2 separate regions of the Sus scrofa genome follow, and region 1 is linked to region 2. The links are chromatin contacts, called in public HiChIP or PLAC-seq maps. All regions are on one chromosome and are shown on one strand. Each heading gives the region's core, a stretch centred on a gene start, on an enhancer-like site or on the middle of the called end of the contact. The rest is flanking DNA. Distances are from core to core; before and after follow the strand shown.

Region 1 (4,211 bases), core at 863-3,362, 100 kb after region 2:
GCTCTCTTCTTCTCATGACCACAGAGGGAACATGCAGTGACATCATGTGCATTCTCCTCAGCGGTGAAGTGGCTGCTGTGTGAGCTCAGGAGTCTGTGCAGAGCTCCCTCTCAACTCTGAATGAGGGCCCAGCTAACAAGCGCCGGCTCTCTTCAACTCAACTGCTCTCCACTCACACCCTTGCCAGCAACCTCCCTCAACAAGTTTCAGAAAGCGCCTGCTAACCTGCTCAACAGGCTTTACAAGCGAGGGATGAGGGGCCCCTTCCCTTGGCTTTCCCTGTACATTCCAGAAAGAAATAAAAAACCCAGCAAAGCCAGAGCTTGCCCTTGGTTTTGCATTGAGATAGATTTTTCATTAACACATCTCTGACTTCAGGCAAAGTCCCTTAATCTTTATATCCAGAACCATGTAGGCAAAGTGGGCAGGGGGGCTGTCATCAGCTTACACATGCTGGTCTCAAACTGTATTCTCTGAAGTGAATATTTATCTCATTTCTTCTATTTTTTTTCTTTTTTTTTCTTTTTAGGGCCTCACCTGCTGCATAGGGAAGTTCTCAGGCTAGGGGGTGGATCAGACCTGGAGCTGAGGCCTATAGGCCACAGCCACAATAACACTGGATCCGAGCTGCAGCTTGTGGCAACATCAGGTCCTTAACCCACTGAGTGGGGCCAGGAGTCAAACTTTCCTCCTCAAGGACACTATGTCAGATTCTTAACCCACTGGGTCGCAACAGGAACTCTTATTTCACTTCCTCTAAATGGCAGGAAGTATCTTCCATCTCTGCTGGGCCTCTGTTGCCAGGAATATATAGCAATGTCCGCAGCAGCCTCTCTGAAGCAATCCACATCTTCAGAGCAGGAGTGGGCAGTTAAACCAGACCACTCGGTCAGCCTGACCAGCCCATGGCACCCTAGTGATGCACCTGCCCATCCCTGCACTCAGGTCCTTGTAACCAGCTCCTGACAAGAGTAATTAGCCTTCACCACCAGCTTCCAGAGGATAGCAAGGGTGATGCCTTTGGGGCCAGAAAGCAGAAAATCATGGGCTTCCTCATCACAGTCGCAGTCTTCCTCGGTGGGATGTAGGTGGAGGGTCATTTCAGAGGCTCGTATTTGAAATAAACGCTGAGGGAATTCTCAAATTGACATCCTGGGAAGAAATACACAGTTTTCTTTTCTTCATTTTCTCCATTTCTCAGAGTTTCACATTTGGAAAAAGACGCTGTCATGTTACAAGAATAAGCAGCAGATCAGGAAATGAGCCAAAGCCTTTTAATCCAGTCTTGCTTTACAATGCAAATGTTTTTCTATCAAATGTTCCGAAATGTGCTAATCATCACCTGCAGCACAAATTTTCAAGGAGCTGTGGAATACGTATCAAAATGTGATCAAACCTTTCTCAGGAGAAGTCTCTGTGCATGTAACTTGCTTCCTCTCCTCTCACAACTCCCAGGCCCCCTCCTTTGTGAGCTCTCTTAGGGGCCTCATCCCCCAGGTGGGGTGTCCAGTGTGGGAAGGGGGCCAAGCGGGTTACCACCCCCAGGCCCACTGGCCAGCAGACAGCTGCAGCTCCAACCTGTTGGGCAGCGGAGACAAGGCTCGGATACAAGAAGGGCTGGAAACAGCCACTTGAGAACACATGCAGCCCAGCCCCTCTTTCTGGATACCTCAGACCTGCACCTGGCTGTCCTGCTAAGTCAGCCCTTAATTGGCTCAAATTATCCTTAATGGATATACAGAGCATTAGCAATTGTCAATTACACCAAACACCGTGCCTACTTAATATGCACTGTTCCCTAAAAGGGGAGAAATAAGTGTCTAAGATATGCAGGAGGGGACCAGCTATTCAAAAGCCTCTTTGGTGATAAATGGCAAGCGGTCTGGAAGCTGCCATCTCATTTAGCTAATTACAAACCTATTTGTTTGGGGCGGGGCAGGCGCACCTGAGGCAGTTTTTATCTTCTCTCTCACTGAGGAATACAATAGCTTTAGTGGGAAACAGCAGCTGGTGTTTACTTGGCTGAAAGGCGAGGGAGCTCAATGCTCCATCCCCGTCACTGGGTCGTAGGCTCAGCAACCTCCTGGCCTGGCTCTGGGAGGGACAGTCCACTGGCCTCCGGTGAGAACACCAGAGTTCTGCAATCAGAGACTCTGACATCCCTTCCAGAAACCGATAACCTCACATTCAGGTCAGTCCCAGGGGAGGCCTTGGTACAAGTCATTGAAAGGCTCAGGGCCTCAGTTTCCTGGTCTGTAAAGAGAGAGGATGGGACCAGAACAGCGGTTCCCAGCCCTGGGCACACATCTCCATCACTTTTCGTGAGTCTGTGATTTAATTAGCCTCAGGTGTGGATGGGCAGCAGGTGCTTTAAAACTAAGGGTTGAAAACGACTGATCCAGTAGAGCCCCTTCTCATTTAAACCAAACAAAAAAGTTCCAAAGTCCCAAATATCAATGAAATCATCTGCGCCTCTCCCCCTACAGGGTGGTGGATGGGGATGTGAGTTCATCGCTGAGTAGGGCGGGGCTCTCAAAGCCACCCCGGCCCTGAGCCCTGAGGACGCTTGATGAGCACTGGGGCTGCAGCCCACCTGAACGATCTCCAAGTTTCCAGTCAGCTCTAAAATTTGGACACTGTATTTGGGATTTATATTTTCTCTTCCTCTGTTGCCTGAAACAAGTTTCACAATAAACTATCTTAAACGAAAATGTTTTGGTTATTTTAAATAAGTCTCCCGCCAACAAATGAGACTGCTTGCCATTGTTTTTCTTTTCAAAACAAAGAATGAAAAGCTGCTTAAACTTGTTCATTCCCTGCACTTTCAGTCGATTACAGACCACAGAAAAAAAACATAAAACAAGTCCTAAGAAATGAACAATTAACATCACAAAAAGTGTAAAGAATTCTAATTCCAAAACGCCAAAAATACTGATTACATTTCAATTACTATTTGCGCTTTCATCTGGAAAACATATCCTCTGTTGGAAAGTACCCAGTACAACAGCTGCATTGCTTTTTCGACTTTCACAAACACTCTAAAAGTTAGCCAGAACTCTGTGTTGGCTGACATCCAGGGTTTTATTATTATGTACTATTAGTTCATAGTGAGAAATGTGGGCTAAGGAAGGGAGAAAGCGAAGTAACAACAGGGGCTTCATAATCGTGTGCAGATGTGCAAGTTTCTGAAGCTTTATCTGCCAGAAAATGCCTTGCCTCCCATATTACTTGTATTACCTGTAGCCTTTATTACTTTAATTAGATAATTACAAACGTGTTTTTAGGACATCGTTTAGAGCCTTACTGTTAAACAATTTTTTCTTATGTCAGTGGCTGGGCTATACTGACATTTTAATACTTTTCATATGTAAAGCAGACTGGTGGACATTCTCCTCCTCTTCCCCCCCTCCCTGCTTTTCAGCAAGTGCAGAAAGCACATGGACAGGCCACAACCAGTCCTGTTCCTCCATTTCTTGTCAAATCAATTATGGCTCAAAAGCCTCTCACTTTCAGTACTTCGTAAATGTTGGGGCTTATGACATCTTCTTTAAAGGTTTCTATCAACCAAATGGTCCAGCACAGGCTTTTCAATCTCACGAACCTGTAAAGTTAAAAAAAACAAAAAAACTAGAAGGACAAACACAGGTTTCTAACTTTTATTTAGTTAAGGGATAAACATTTTTTTAAATTGCCTATCTGAAACTGTCACTCTTTTATAAAGACGACTCAGAATAGAAGAATCAGCATCATCATCTGAGAATTGAAAGAGCAATCCTTTGCAGAAGAAAACAAGTGATGATCTCACATCAAGGCTTCTGGAGCGGCAGTGAGCGCCTCAGGACACACCTGGCCCACAGGTGCAAAGGCAACGTCAGCAAGTAGTCAGATGATGCAAGCTCAAATCCCAGCCAGCTGACCAGGAACAGGCACAAAAGCTCTCCAGGCTTCAGTATCTATACCTGGACATTTACTCTCCTTCTGAAGTTCCTATTCTAGAGTTCCATAACCAGTAAGTAAAAACACGCTGTTAGACTGACACCTATTTTATTACGATGAGGGAGAAGAACCAAGTCTTACACTCCACCATGTACATCTCCTGCACCCAGCACAGCACTGGGCACAAAGTCAGGTCAATAAATGTTTACTGAATAAGTGACTTTTCTGATCCCAACAGTATTTAAAGGATTTTAAGAAAAATGCATTGATGATTG
Region 2 (4,559 bases), core at 828-3,327:
GCCTCAGCAATGCCAGCTGCTAGCCACAACTGTGACCTACACCACAGTTCACGCCAACGCCGGATCCTCAACCCACTGAGCGAGGCCAGAGATCAAACCAGCATCCTTATGGATCCTAGTTGGGCTCATTAACCGATGAGCCACTACAAAAACTCCATCAATGGCATTTAATGACACCTGCTACACCCATCAGGGCAGACCACGTCTCAGGACGCGTGTTCGCGCGCGCGCGCACACACACACACACACACACACACGGGAAATGATAACATGAGATTATTACACACTCAGGAGCTGGGGAGCAAGATCTTTGTAGATACCTGAGGAAGCTTTACAGAGGAGGCAGAACATAAGCTGGGCCTGGTCTGGTATAGAATCAATACGTGTTTGTGGAAGGGGGGTACAATATGATAAAGCTGCTGGAGGAGGGAGTTCCTGTCATGGCTCAGTGGTTAACGAATCCGACTAGGAGCCATGAGGTTGCGGGTTCAATCCCTGGCCTTGCTCAGTGGGTTAACGATCCAGCATTGCTGTGAGCTGTGGTGTAGGTCGCAGACGCAGCTCAGATTCCGAGTTGCTGTGGCCCTGGTGTAGGCCGGTGGCTACAGCTCCGATTAGACCCCTAGCCTGGGAATCTCCATATGCCACGAGAGAGGGCATAGAAAAGGCAAAAAGAAAAAAAAAAAAAAAAAAAAAAAAAAGAAAGCTGCTGGGGAAGGCAGGATCACATCAAATGCCAACCCTGCAGGCCATGCAGTGACATCAGCCTGGATTTCTGGCCTCCAAGAAAAGGGAGAAAGTACAAATCAGCATTTACAGGTTCAAGCGCAGAAAAAGGCAAGCTGGCAGGAAACTAATTAGTCAATGACTCAACCCAACTCATGCCCAGAATCCTGGAAAGGGCCGTGTGCGCCAGCTCTCAGCCAAGGGCACCAGTCTGCTGTTGAGAGAGACCCGTCAGGATGCCTTCCACGCTCTGATTACTACAGGCCAAAGGCAAGAAAAATAGAACTTTTTACCCTACAGCACAGAGGCGAGGCTCAAAGAAGGTCCTGCTCGGTCCACCTCTGTTGGCCTAAGGCCAAGGGCAGTGATTAATGATTTAATGGTATTCGGTCCATTTTCAAATTATTCAGGAACTAAATGGCAAAAACCTGCACAAGAGTTCTGTTTGCAAAATAAAGTTGTTGATGGATGCAATTAACTCCATTATTGATGTCATCTTCAGCGGTTCCTGCCTCGGAGCTACTTAATTACAAGCGCTGGGGCTGAGAGCAGGGAACCTGAATTTGTGAAAAGCTTTCCCAAGGAGTCAGAAGTTGAATCAAAGCTTAGAACCCAGCCATTCAGGGACTGTCTTTGTTCCTACCATTCCACATACCCACCCAGAACACAAAGTGAGAGCCCCGGGCCGCGGGAGGCAAGAAGGAAAACAACTAGTTCGAGGTTGATTTCAGAGTTTTAGTAAGAATACAAAAAAAGCTATAAGTGGATTTCTGTTTTTGCCCTTTTTTGGTGAGATCTTTATTTACCCAGAAAAAAAAAAATCAGACTGCATCAAAAGAAGCGGGAAAGGAAGGCACAGAGCCTACAGCCACCCAGGAGACAGGACGGCTAGGACTTCTGTTTGCAGAGGAACCTGATGCTGTGTGACAAGTGTTTTCTGCATTTCAGATTTTAACTGAAAAGTAGGAGCACGAAGAAATAGCCTGGAGAAAGAACCAGTGACTAAGCTGGAGATGCTTCCCAGACAGGAAAGGCTGAGCTTTCTCCTAAGGGGCTGGAAGCATGTGGCAGCCTCCACTGGCTGTGTGACAAGGCTCCTCCCTTCCCTCATAAAGCAAAGGAACTGGACAGAGTGACCTTCAGAGCACCTTCTGGCTTAGACTATTTCTATACTTAGAACCTTCCCTTTGGGTATAACAAACCCATAAAATGGTCATCAATTCAAAAAGAGCATAAGGCTTTTGCACATTCCCTCTGGAAACTGCTTCCTCATAACTAAAGGAGAATGAGAAGGTAGAAACAGAGCCCACACATGTGTCATAGTTCTAAGCTGCTTCTCCTAAAAATATTCTATGATGCATGTCACAGTCTTGCAAAGTTTAGACTATTCAGTTGTAGTAACCGAGCACCAACCACATCCTTACACCTCTGCTCCTGAGAGCGGAGCCGCAGATACCACATTTAGAGCAAGTACCAGTGAGGTGGTGGGCTGGGACATAGTCCAGAAACCCCCTCAAAATATGACAGCAGGTTCAAGACTTTAAGGGGCTAGGAAAACTGAGGAAGGACATGGTAGCTGCGGCATGCCTACGGGACAGCCAAATGTGACACACAGCTCCACACATCTGACTCTGAGGTGCCACTTCGGCCTGGTGTTCCTGGTCCCTCTGGAGTGGGGAGGCCAGTTTCATAAAGATGATCAGTTCCTTACCTGGAACCGCAGGATGATGGTCCAGATGAGGCCGAGGGTCAGCCGGTGGTTCCCATCCACGATGTCATGGGACCCCATGTTCTCCAGATGGACTCTCTGCTCCTTCAGGAACTGAAGGGCTTTGTCCACATTCTCCAGACAGTGGATGCGCATTCGTCCCTTGGTGGGTTTGGGCTATAATCAGATGAGCAGAAGGTGGAAAACAGGTCATCCAACAGGGCAGAATGAGGCTGAGAGCTACCGCCCAGAGTTCACACGTGGCCATTCATCAGCACTCTCCCACCCAAACCAAAACGATAACAATCAGTCCAAAGACAGCATTTATCTAACAACCTTAGAAAAGTTTACTTAAGGGTTGATCACCCATCACTCTTCAGAGGTTTGTTTAATCATGGAAGCTACACAATTTACAAATGAGCATAAAAGCTGGAAGTTTAGAGAAAAAGCAACCCAATTTCCATAAAGAATTTCAGAGCTACTACTGCCATCTGTGTAATTTTTGCAGGTGCATGGCAAAACACCTCTGAGAATTTTCTGGCTGCTTTAAAAGTAAAAATAGGTTTGCCACCTGTTGGCTTGGGTTGTTTCCTAAGGTTGCCTCAAAATGACAAAGCAGGTACACTCCACCAAATCAGGAGAATTTCCAAGTGATGGTTTTATGAGGATGGTGGGGAGGGAGTTGCATAAGAGTAATTTACTGAAAAGAAGGGATAAAGGAACAAAATGTGAGATTAATTTGAACTACCCCAATTTTTTTTTTTTTTTGCTTTTTAGGGCTGTACCCACGGCATGGGGAAGTTCCCAAGCTAGGGGTCGAATCAGAGCTAGAGTTGCCGGCCTATACCACAGCCATAGCCACAAAGGATCCGAGCCACACCTATGGCCTACACCACAGCTCACAGCAACGCCAGATCCTGGTCAGGTTCATTACACTGAGCCACAACAGGAACTTCCCAAATATCTTTTACACAGGTATATCAAAATCCAAAAAAGGCCCTTTGAAGGTGAACCTTTTACATAAATAAAGCTACAAATCAAGATAGATACACACACACGTGAAATTTTCAATGGTTCTCTAATGTCTCCTGTGTCAAGAGCAAGCTGGTGCCTCCAGCGCATGGCTCCGTCCTTCCCATCGTCCTCGCTACTGCTCCACACACCCACTCTAGCAGATCTCACTCTTCCACCTCAGGCTGATCTCACGCCTCCACCAGGCTGCCACCAAGCTGCCACCAGGCTGCACACACCCTGCTAGCCAGAGGATGTTCTTGGCCGGGCTGCCGCTTGACCTCCTTGGCCCTCTCTCCAGACCCCACCCACCTTCTGAGGTTCAGGTCAAGGCACACCTTTCCTTCCAGCAGTGATTTGTAACCACTCCAGGTCTCACAGGTCTCCCTTTCCCCCTAAATCTACACAGTGATGGTCTGGACCACAGAGTTCAAGAACTCATCATACGTCCTACACTTTTGTTGTTACTTCATAGTATCATTCTTACATCCAGACTACTGGCTTCTGAGAATGGAGATGATTCTTTATACTTCTGCTATATTTTCAGCAGCCTCTGGTTTGGTGCAGAGCACAAGGTCCACATGGCATAATGGAACATCCACGGATGGACGGGGCACGGTGTGTGCTAGGAGCCAGCCTCGCAGAAGAAAGGCAGCCAGGAGTGCAGCAACCCAGGCACACACAGGTCCTCTGGCAACAGCCTGCTCCTTCCCAATGTTCCCCTCCCTAGCTGAGAGCCTCGGCCATGTGCTCAATGGAAAACATCTGGAAAGACAACGGTAACTAGTGGCCACTTGAAGTACCCAGTCTCAGAGCCTGTTATTTTTTTTCTTGACCTTCTCTTCTCCAAAAAAAGGCACTAACAAGCAGAGAAGAATGTGCCTTGACCCTAAGGAAGTAACATTACAAGCAGAGGTCTTGCCACAAGTGGCAAGTTCTATTTTCAAATAAAAGCAATGGAAAAGTCTCTAAAAGCCAAGCTTTTCACTACAGCCGGCCCTCTGGATGCGCCCCCAAGTCCTGAAACCAATTCCCCTCTGGTGTGGAGGGAAGTCTGCTTTACTTACAACCTCCCCACCACCCAAAAAAAAAGGCATTCTCTCTCAGAAACTTC

What was found. HiChIP or PLAC-seq counts read pairs in DNA pulled down with a chosen protein or histone mark.
Region 1: an H3K27ac HiChIP or PLAC-seq map of skeletal muscle shows a contact between it and region 2. The contact joins two enhancer-like sites. A contact is called at or near these places in 1 of 47 Hi-C or Micro-C datasets (embryonic fibroblasts) and 1 of 2 datasets of contacts at active chromatin or transcription factors (skeletal muscle).

Annotation. Positions count from the first base shown.
Region 1 is chr3:86,743,964-86,748,174 of Sscrofa11.1, forward strand. The region is part of intron 1 of SPTBN1 (spectrin beta chain, non-erythrocytic 1); the gene reads right to left. Among named protein-coding and RNA genes, the nearest start is that of SPTBN1, 38 kb to the right of the region's middle. Within about 2 kb of position 2,113, at least 26 of the 83 cell types and tissues checked have an H3K27ac peak or open chromatin away from gene starts, as enhancers often do. A contact at or near this core is called in skeletal muscle, where this site is marked.
Region 2 is chr3:86,641,359-86,645,917 of Sscrofa11.1, forward strand. It overlaps SPTBN1 (spectrin beta chain, non-erythrocytic 1), which reads right to left. Exons shown (of 36, transcript XM_021088218.1): 4 at 2,438-2,611. Among named protein-coding and RNA genes, the nearest start is that of EML6, 110 kb to the left of the region's middle. Within about 2 kb of position 2,078, at least 13 of the 83 cell types and tissues checked have an H3K27ac peak or open chromatin away from gene starts, as enhancers often do. A contact at or near this core is called in skeletal muscle, where this site is marked.